2 separate regions of the Zea mays genome follow, and region 2 is linked to region 1. Evidence: chromatin contacts called from public Hi-C data. All regions are on one chromosome and are shown on one strand. Each heading gives the region's core, a stretch centred on a gene start, on an enhancer-like site or on the middle of the called end of the contact. The rest is flanking DNA. Distances are from core to core; before and after follow the strand shown. Region 1 holds the start of LOC103650993. Region 2 has its middle 12 kb from the start of LOC103650997.

Region 1 (5,748 bases), core at 1,905-4,404:
GAAATACAAGAAAAAGGAAAAATAGTAAGTCTACTTTCCTACACATATCTTTCTCGACTGAAGAAAACTTATTATTACCAGTAAGAAAAAATAATACAATTCATTTTTTATAAAAAAAGGTTTGTCTGGATTGTATTCACATCAATTATCAATGCTACGGAAGCAAGGCAAAATCGCAGACGCTATTTAAACCAAAAGCGTATGGCTAAAAAGGTAAGTTATAGATAATTACATGTATATATACAGAAGCATATATGTTTATGTGTACGTTATTCGTATGAATTGATATATCTGTGTATATGCATGCATATCTGACACCACACATAATTAAGCTAACAAATAGTGCTTGTTTTCTCTGAACATAGGCATACCAAATCAAACAACAGAAAGTTTACATTGTGGTCATTTTACTAAGGAATACATACAGGCACTCAAAGGTAAATTGTTAAAAAAATACATCGACAAAAGCTTTTCAACGACCCATCAATGCGAAAAACATCACACTTCTAATCTTCTTCATCTTTACTCTTGTGGATGATGTTTTTATGACATCTGCAGCTTGTTATCCAAATCGATCATATTATGGAAAGCCTGACTATGAGTGCCAACACTGCAAAGTTGTGTTCTGGTATGGTGAGAGAATTAGATCAAAACAGCGTGATGGATCTATTGTTTATAACAATTGCTGCAAAGGTGGCAAAATTAGTATTCCTCCGTACAAACCAAGACCCGAACCTCTAGCTACTCTTGCAAAATTTGACGGCGATCATATATCAAAGAAATTCATTAAGAGCATTAGACAATACAATTGTCTATTTGCTTTCACATCAATGGGTGCTCAAATTGATAAATCAGTAAATGATGGGTGTGGCCCGCCGCTATTCAAAATATGTGGTCAAGTTCATCATCGTATTGGGTCTCTGTTACCTCCAGATGGTTCTCCTCCGAAGTTTATACAGCTATATATCTATGATACTGCAAATGAGGTGCAAAACAGAATACAATGTATCAAAGGCAGTGAAGAATCACATATGGATTTAGATCCGACTATAGTGAATGATCTAATAAAAATGCTTGATCTTCACAATCCATTAGTTAAAAAATTCAGAATGGCAAGAGAACGTCTAGCTAATAATAAAAACGAAGAACTCATCATCAGACTAATTGGAGCCAAAGAAGGTGATTCTGTACAGTATAATTTACCATCGGTGGAAGAACTCGCAATGTTAGTTGTTGGTGACTTCTCTCTTGACACATTTAAGCGTGACATAATTATTGAAACACAGAGCAGAGAACTTAAACGAATATCTGCTTTACACCCAGCTTTCATGGCTTTACAATATCCGCTTCTTTTTCCTTTTGGAGAGTGTGGATTTCAGATTGGAATTATCTACAACGGTGTTAATCCATCAGAAAAAAATACAAGGATTCACATGACCATGCAAGAGTATTATTGCCACCAATTTCATTACAGAAAAAATCAACCGAATCCATATTTATGTTACGGACTACTATCCAGTCAAGCAAAAGTTGATGCTCAAGCTTGTATTGATGAGACAGGATAGATTACATATTACAAAATCAAAAAAAAATTACGCATGGACACAATTCAAGGTATAACAGATGCTATTAGTCGTGGATGCAGAAGTGGCAATGAGATGGGTAAAACAATTATTTTACCTGCATCACATATTGGCGGCAGACGTTATATGATACAAAACTATCATGATAGTATTGCGATCTGTCGTGTTCATGGACCACCGGATTTTTTATCACTTTCACCTGCAATGCAAATTGGCATGAAATTCAAGAGAGCTTATTCGAGCCTGGGCAAAATCCTCCAGATAGATCTGATGTGATCGTACGAGTTTACCACATGAAACTTCAGGATATGCTTCATGATATTAGATCTAAATCTATTTTTGGCCCATGCAACGCAGGTACAAAAACTTGATCATTTACTATCTACACAAAAAAACGTATTCAATTACATATTTATATATTCTCTTTCACTAGATAAACAAAACCAAACATTAGGTAACTAAATGCATTCAATTAGTCTGCGATTATGCTTAAAACTACTTACTCACTACTTTGTACAATTTGTTCTACCTAATGCAGTGCTTTACACTACAAAATTTCAAAAACGTGGCCTTCCTCATTCCCATATTATATTTTGGGTCTCAACTGATACAACACAGCCGACCCCAGAGCTCATTGACTCTTTTATATCTGCTGAAATTCTAGATCCAAATACTGATCCACTTGCATATTGTTTGGTTGCCGAACATATGATACACGGTCCATGTGGTCCACTCAATCCAGGTTGTCCCTGCATGAAAAATGGCAGATGTTCAAAAAACTATCCAAAAGAATTTATGAAACTACATCATTTGATAGCCAAGGGTTTGTTGTCTACAGGCGTAGAAACAATAACAGATATGTTATCAAGTCAGGCAACAAACTCGATAATAGGTGGGTTGTACCCTACAATCCAGCACTCATCATGAAATGATATGTGCAAGCGTATAGAATTAGTTCAAAGAATAGCTAATGTCTACATTCTGTGCAACCCCTTTTATAACCCTAAAATTGTAGTGCTAACAACAATACAATCAGTTCGTATGGCCTGGCTCGTTTCTCTGTAGGGTAGATTGTCTTTCTAAAGGAGTCATTAAGACTAAATATTATTAGCTTGTATAATTAATACTCAGAACCTAATGACTGCTTAGTGCTCTAATTATTGTATATATTTTATTAAATCTGGCTTTATCTCTGTTAAAAATATACCATGTGATGAAATGCAGAAATTAATTTCTTGGACGAAATCATTTGACTCCTTAAAAATTATGTTTTTGGTGATATCCGAACAGTGTACCTCTCTCAACAGATTGGAACAGGGAGTCAATATGCAATGAAAATGCCAATAAGATTTCTTTGTCAATTATATAAAAGTTACTTGCTCACAAATATGTACTGTACTATTTTTATCAATTCATTTCTAAAATGTCTACTGCGCGCGCAAAGCGCGCGAACATCACTAGCTAGTTGCAATAGTGCTTTTTTCCTTTGAGACGAGACTGAGAGTGACTGACAGGCACAAACACTAGCCCTTGCCTAGTTGCCGTATAAAACGTGTCGTACGTAGCCTACTAGGCTGTTCCTGTGGTGCGCGCACACTATATTGGTTGGGGGTTCCATCAGGCATCCGACCGACGAGATGAGGAGAAAAGGGAGCGAGTGTACAAGGATCAGCCCCGCTGAGATCGACGTCGTCATGCCCATGATCTCTCTGTCGTCCAGATCCGGCCGAAGGGCGCCGTCGGACCGGGACCGACCTCGTCGGCAAGTGCGAGGCGGCTGCGGGTCTCGCCTGCTGCGGACCGCGCGGTGGACGGCCGCACGCTTCTACAGGCGAGCGAGGGTAAGCATCGATAGGGCATTCCGGTCCTCGTCGACGTCCAAGAAAGCAGCTGCCACTGCTGCTGCTTCACCGGATTGCACGCCGGCGAGGCATGGCAGTAGGCGGCAGCAGTCCGCGCCACCGGTGGCCGTCGATGACTCGCACAAGAGCGAAGCGGTGGAAGAGTGCATCAGGTTCATGAACTCGTCGTCGAGGAAGTACCGGTAGTGCATCGATCAGGTTCTGTGCGCGCTGATGCTGGCGTCTTTCTTGTATTTGTTCTTTCTTTCTTTCTTCCTTTTCATCTATGTGTGCATCTGATCAAACCTTGTGATTGAGAAACATACTGGTTATTTCTTTGATCGATATTTGCGTACCCTGAAATCTCTCATTACTGTATAATATCAAGTCTGCCTGTCAGTTTTTATCTTGCAAGCAATTCTCTTTGTTACTAGCAGTTATTTATTTCTACCACCACATTATGGCATCGATATAAAACCAGGAGCTGGCATATCTGGTTTATGACTCCATGTCCTAGCTATCGTGCTCTCAAACGTTTGTTTCTTGTTCGCTTCTCATATCCGAGTGAGCAGGATAAACTAGAGCTAAATCTATGACATCACTTTCTTATTTGTGCGAAGACGAACAACGAAAACCATATATTCCACGAAGTAGATAGAGGAGATAAGAAAGCACATGTAACTGAAGCAAACTTCTGAACATCGTATTGGAGCCAATCAGTCCAACCTACAGTGGAAGTGTGGAACAGAAACCATGTGTTTGGTTGGGTGTACGGATAGAAAAGTTGCAGCCGCAGATAGATAAAGCAATGTTTGTTTGGTTTACGCATGAACACATACAGGTTGGCGGCGTGCAAATAGGAGACCTCAGACAGGCTGAGCGCATACGCCCGGTAGCTGGGTAGGAGCGCATGCTGGTTGGGATCATGCAGCGGCATGAAAAAATGAGCACATTTTTTATTTCTTTTTTATTATATCTTTTGATTAAAACATTTAATCATCGAATACTTTTTATATTTGTGTTCATAAGATTTTTATGAACAAAACTAGGTTACTCATGTTATATAAAATTTAAATATTTATTTATGTACTCTTCTCTATTGTGTATATTAGTACAAGCAACCAAACACTAGCTATATATAGTTTGGACGCACTAATACAAACAACCAAACAAGAGTCTATGCACGGACCTATCCTGATCACCAAGAGTCTGACTCCCCACGTACGAACCAGGCTACTACCATACATCAACCAATCACACGGAAAGAGACTACAGAGATAAAGGAAGCAATGGAAAAAAAACGAAGATGTACGTGGCATGGAGCTGTTTGCCTTTCGATTGAAGCCCGGGCAGGCAACACTTTTAGCCGCGACATTTAGGGAGGTGTAAATCAGAAATCACCGCTTAGTACAAAACATCTATTTTCTACTACTATAAAGCACTAGTTTCCACCGGTCGATATATGACACGCAAAACGTGTGTCAAGTACCTCTCGCTCGCCGACGTAATAGGCTAACCTTTGCCTCCTTACCTGAGTTGTGTCGCAACCGCCGTTTGTATTAGTATTGTTGTTTGTCCATGTCCATGTAGAACGTTGAAAAAACATCGACTAAATTAAGAACGCCGGTGACGACGTACTTAAGAACTTCGGTTTCCTTAGGCCGACGTACTTAAAAAGTTTTTTCAATGCAGACCATCACAAGCATTACAATTCGCATGCTTCAGTTTCAAAGACATGTTCACAAGCAAAAAATACAGTAGAATTATCCATTAGAGGCTGCACAAGATAGTCCAATAAAGTTTAGACCAGAAAAAATTATCCACCAAAGCTAGTTCACGCCATTATAGTCTCCAATAAATAAAAATAGAGAATCAAAGATTAATCAAGCATGGCATAGTGGGTATGGCTAATGCGGTACTTTTTATATTGTTTTATGTGCTACCTAAAACGAGAATCTGGAAACATGAAAAAGGGAATATCCCGATAAAAAACGGGATTTCAGAAATATAGACGGAAAAGCGTTGAACTGTTTTGGTCCCATTCTCGTAATATGCCATCATGTTTTCGTCTCGTTCTCATTTTTCCCGTAAATACGAAAACGATCAGGATAAAATTGAAACACAGGACGAAACGGGTTTTTTCTCATCTGTTTTTATCCCTAGGTATGATCATTTATGGCCCGGCTAAGATTAGGCCCACACGCCACACAAACTCCAGCACAATCGCACAGCCCACGATGAAGCTACTTTAGCAGGCCAATAGGCACCACGAATGCATGTTGCCATCACCGGAGCGTTCTCCTCAAGCCCAGCGTCGCCAACCA
Region 2 (5,748 bases), core at 1,510-4,009, 210 kb before region 1:
GTGCTGGCTGACGGGGTGCCATGTTCCCTGCATGCCAAACGTGGCCTTAGGCATCCAGGCATACCCGAGTTCCACAGACCCACAGTATGCCACAACGCCTCAAAAACCATGATTATTGTTGTTGATGTGATGATTGAACACATAATCTAGTTTTGTTGATTGATAGGCTTATTACTATGCACGCAAATGGACTACCATTATAAAAAAACTGATAATGTTACTCTTTTGTAACCTTGTTTATGTCAGTGGCAAGGCTCTTTTGGAACCATAGGAACTTACCTTTTTTTGATAGTTTGATTAAATTTTTTTCTTAGTCATTGACTCGTCAGTTTAAACCAAGATAAGGTTACAGGACATGACAATCCTATTGTGGCTTGTGGCATATTTTATTTGTAGATAATCTCTTTGTTAAATGAACATGAACTTGTTTTCTCCCCTTAGTTCAGTGTTATGCCTGCAAGCAAAAATCCTTTCTTAACATTATAACAACTTTATGCAAAAGGAAAGAATAAAGGAAGCATCATAGCATCACAAAATTGCAGACAGTACAAGAAGGCTGTTTATTGGTCTCAGCTACGCATTTTGCATGTTCTTTATACCTATGTAGTATGATCTATCCTGAAGCTATGATCTTAAATGTATGTGTGAACGAAGCCTTAGTTTTTGTTATGCTATTTTTGAAGCTTCCGTGTTGAAATTCTTTTTATTCTCCAGGTACAAAGAGTACAACATCCAGACAAATTAGCAGAACCTGGAAACAGAAAAATTGGCAGGCGTGGCAACATCCAGGTAGATTAGCAGAACCGAGAAACGGTTAAATGGGCATGGTGCTTGAGGAGGTAAGTTGTATTAGCTCCATTTATATGCGTTACACAACAAAAGTGTCACGAATTCTGATTTCTAACTGTTCGAGTGCATCTATGGCTGATTTGGTGCCCAAGGATCACGGCCAAGGATCATGGGGATTGGAGGGGAGAACATTTCTCCCTCAATCCCCTCCAATCTCCCCGTGATCCCCTTGTCATCAAATCAACCCTCAGGAGCCGTTTAGATCCATTCATTTTAAATAAATTAGAATATACTTAATAGAATAGGTTGTTTAGTTTGAAATTTAACTACCACCACTTTCTAAAGTATGGATATAAGTCTATCTCAAAATCCACAGGATGAGATGGTGGAAATTGATTTAATGTATCATTGGTCTATGTTTTTACTCTTCAACTTATAACATGTTTTTGGCTCGCTCCCCTATAATAAAAATGTAGCATATAAATATTTTACTCATATGGCTAATAATAGTATACAGATATATTTTGGTATAAACTTGTATTAACTTAATTGGTCTATGCCTAAATTACGATTATTAGAATGAAATTCAATGTCAAGGATCCAAATGGGGCATTAGGCTATTCTCAATGAAAATTTCGAAGCACTCTTTCCAATATTGCCAAATCATCAAAAGTGTCACGAAACTAAGAATGAAACAATACATCTCAATGCAAAATTTCATTTCACTATCTCATGCTAACATACCATTTAAATGCTACAACTTAATGACCAATGAATGTGAGTAAAATATGTGAACATGAAACAAATCATTCTCATTAGAGGTTTCATACGGTTTTCAAGTCCTTGAAAACAAGTTAACATGGTTCCATCGCCATAGAACTAGTTTATCTCATAAAACTTAATCCTCTTAAATGCTTTGCCATGTTATAAAAAAATAGTATGCACACTATTAAATATGTATGAAACTACTATTAAGAATAGCCTTAGGCTATCTTCAGTAGTTTACCCATTTTCCTATATCCATATTTAAACTTCATTCTGTTCGGGTAACCATATAGGTGAATTACTGGACACTGTTCTATGACTTGTTTGGGAGCAAGGGAATTATAGTGGATTGAGGGCATGTTTGAAGCAAGAGAAATAAAGGGATTGGAGAGGCTAAAATCCACTTGCTTTTCAATTTCGAATAGCAAGGGGATTTTAGCCTCTTCATTCTTGTCTCACAAACAAGCCAAAAAGGTTTAGTATTCAAAATTGAATAGAAAGGAATTTTAGCTCCTCGATCCCTTCTAATCCTCTGCTCCCAAAAAAGTTGGGTATTGCTTGGTTTGTACAAGCGAATCAATGACATAAAATCAACTATTTCCATTTTTTTTGTTCCATGGTGGAGCAATTGACAGTCAGTTTTGTTTCTTGTCGTGTCTCGCAGGACGCGAGCGCTTCCCCGCCCCATATGTTGTGAAGATTTGTAATCATTCCGAATTCTGATGCCTACCGATCACATGCCACAAAACAAGCTAACTATACAACACATTTAAGCCTAGTTTGATAACATCATTTTCACAAGGGATTTTCATTTTCGCAAGGAAAATTACTTCATTTTTTTATTGAAAAATAGGAATCTATTGGGAAAATATTTATTAATATGCATAATTAAATTTGTTTCATGTAGAGATATGAGTGCAAGCACAGCATATTTATTAATATGCATTATTATAAATCGATTCCGGCTTCTACATTCACAGGCTGCTAAAAGACCCGGTTCCTGGCTGGCTATTCAATTTGTTTTTTTTCTCTCCATTTTCTTAAGGATAACTGATGCAGGCCCATGCTTGATATTTAATAGCCGGCCCAGTTCACTTGCAACATGCTGCCGTGGCTCGCATGCATCCATCAGTCGTCATAGAGCCTGGCGTGGCGCGGCCATCGCGGATAAAAGAAAAATATTTATCATGCATGCATCCATATGGGCCGACCTGTTTATGGTTTGACGACGACACGGCGGCCGCCGGCCGGCGAGCTCCTGATAAGCACGGCACCACCCTTCTGCTGCCATTTCTCACCCACAATGATGACGCACGTGACCTTTTCATGGCTCATGCCAAGAAAGGAAGAAACCGACGTCGTCTTGGCGTGTCCGATTCTGGCAGATCTTATCCCCCATTTCGGTCTTCACCTTTCCCTCAGCAACCAGCACCACCCTTTGCTGCTACTGCTAGAGCTACGGGTGAAGGAAACGTTCAGTGAACCTGTCGTCCCCAGGCGCGACGTACGTCGCGCGGCTGCACCTGCACACGGTCGCCAATACTGCGCTAGTCGACTGGAGTGCTGATACGTCGCCGCTCGCTGCACCACACGCGCGTCGGGTTTGACCCGGCCTCGCCCGCAAAGAAGCCAAGCGCGCCGTCAGAGACGGGCGATCGAGCGACGGAGACCGTTAGAGGTTGACCGCCGATTCGTTCGCGCGGCGAAAAGCGCTGTCACGTCGGCTCAATAATTTCGCAAGTGGGCCGGCGCTTGGACGGTTCCGGTGCTGCCCACGAATTCCACGACGCCGCGCGCCGCGCGCCGGCCAGATGATGCCCATACGCCTGCTCTGATCTTGCTGTGCCTCTACAGGCTACAGGCCATCAATTCCTACCGTAGCAAGCGCTCGTCCAGAAAATGCTTTATTAAAAGGTTGCGTTTGGTTCCACCGCGGCTTTTGTCTACCACAGACTCCTGCTGCGGCCACGACCTTTGCTTTGCCCGAGCATCTTGGTACTGCAGTTGCATAGCATGCAGCTAGCTAGGCAAGAAACTAGCATCGAACAAACTAAAACATTTCAATGTGCAACCATCTTGCCTCGCGGGTCACGGCTTTATGTTTTCCAACATTTTTTGATTAACTCAGACTGATTCCAATAGAGCAGCTAAATGGACAGACAAAGCTAAAATAGTTGCTCACGAGCTACCGTAGCCGTACAAAACACCTTCCAACAGGGCAGCCAAACGAGCCAGGCAAAAAGAATGGAAAGAGAAAGAAGCCATAATAGCTTATATTGTGGCTTGCAGCCATTTCCTTTTTCTGTGTCTAAGAACATGACCCTATCATCTGCTTTATTTGTTGGACTATACTACCGCTGCTTTTTTGTGTGTCGTTGAAACCGTGTGTCATATGCCTGGACAGGCAAACCAGAGACACTAGCCAAAGGCTTGAATGGCTGCTCGATTTGCATGGCCTCTGTTGGAGTCAGTCTCAAACAAGCTAAATTGGCTCTCTAGCTAAGGCCACCCTTGCCCAACCAGGCCAGACAACAAATACCGGTAGACAGATCAAATATATCGAAAGTGATTTCAGCTCTCCCAAAAAAGGTATTAAATGCACCAGTGGTTTCTAAACTTGTTAAAAGATGTCAATTAAGTCCATAAGCTTTAAATATGTATTTTTAGGTCCATGAACTTGTTAACCGATAAAGATGGCACATCGTAGGTCGGTTTATGAACCATACACTGTCGTGGTGTGCGGTGTACCACTTAACATGTTCAATGATCTAGAAATGTGTTTTCAATGTTTTTTCTTCTAAATTACACTGTTTATGGCTAGTTTGGGAACCACGTTTTTTCAAGGGATTTTTATTTTCTTAAGGGAAATTAGTTCATTTTCCTAGGGTCCGTTTGTTTCTTTTTATTTTGAGGAATTGGAATCTTACTATTGGAATAGACTTTTTTTTAAAAATGTGAAATTTCACCACTTTCCAAAGTTATCATATCAGCCTATCTCAAATTCATGGGGTGAGAGATGAAAATTGATTATATAGATTTACATGCTATTTTTCCGATGTACAACTTATAGCACAATTTTCTACTTGCTTCGTTATAACATAAATATAATATATAACTATCTCTCTCATATGATTTAAGATAATATACAAATATATTACATATATAAATATATAAACTTAATTAGTTTTATCTAAATTATAATTATTAAAATGAAATTCAATTCCAACGAAACAAACGGGGCCTTAGGAAAATAGAAATCCTATGGGAAAATGGAATTCCCAAACTAGCCCTTAGAATAGTTTTTTCACTGCTTACAACTCACGTGAGCCTTCTTACAGCGTATGGTTAAAGTAAATAGACCCTATCATTGGTAAGCATACTTTTTGCTGGGTTAATTAGAAATATACCACGATTAGAAACTAGCTCGTGATGCCGCTCCATATCATCAAAATTAACTAAATATCTAATTTTACAAAAAGTAGAGTGGTACCTTTTGTATTTGGGCAGTCATAATATTTATTTTTATAGTCAGTATCAGTAGGGTGTAGGGGCTTTGTCACCGTCGGTCTCTAAAAAAACGTGTTAGAACATTGTTATTCTAATAGTCGAAATCGCAATTGGCTGGTCGATCATCACTAAGCTAATACTCTATGGTTTTAGATTGGTGGGTGCCATACGTAGCATTGTTAATTTTTATGCTAAGCGGTCCTCGTTTTCGGTATGGAAAACTACAGGTCTCGACAAACCGGCGGCGTCCCTGTCAGCGTGGAGCCAGAAAGTTGGTCCGGTCCGGTCCGGTCCGGCCTGGCAATGAGGTGAATGAACGACAAAATCGTCAGGAGCGGGCGCCGGACGAACCTCGAGCAACACGTGTCTCGTGCAGCGAGACGCGAGCGCACTAACCGCGGGTGCGCTTTTGCCTTTGCCGCGCGCACCACCGTCGTCAAGGCGGGCGCTCAGGTAGATCGATCGACAGGAACCGCACGGCCGGCCACCAAAGGCCGCGCACTTTGTATAATGGTGATGATGAATCGCGGCGCACCATCGCTTCCACCAGCACGTCCAGTGCGGCCTCTCTTTCCGTCTCGGTTACTCCAACAAATAAAAACAACACAATATACACGCCATTGCTATCCAAGGAGACTCACGCTGCTGTCACGCATTTCAGGTGTACGTTAATGTGATTGGCGTGTT

What was found. Hi-C and Micro-C count contacts between places; a contact is called where the count stands out from the background.
Region 2: a Hi-C map of tassel shows a contact between it and region 1, with 3 times the contacts expected there. The contact joins the enhancer-like site here to the promoter of LOC103650993 in region 1. A contact is called at or near these places in 14 of 25 Hi-C or Micro-C datasets (bundle sheath, ear, leaf and 4 more).

What each region holds. Positions count from the first base shown.
Region 1 is chr3:183,351,614-183,357,361 of Zm-B73-REFERENCE-NAM-5.0, reverse strand. It overlaps LOC103650993, which reads left to right and starts at 3,154. Exons shown (of 1, transcript XM_008676587.4): 1 at 3,154-3,833. The coding sequence starts at 3,221. The coding sequence ends at 3,631.
Region 2 is chr3:183,558,997-183,564,744 of Zm-B73-REFERENCE-NAM-5.0, reverse strand. No RefSeq gene overlaps it. Among protein-coding and RNA genes, the nearest start is that of LOC103650997, 12 kb to the left of the region's middle. Within about 2 kb of position 2,759, at least 18 of the 20 cell types and tissues checked have an H3K27ac peak or open chromatin away from gene starts, as enhancers often do. A contact at or near this core is called in bundle sheath, ear, leaf and 2 more, where this site is marked.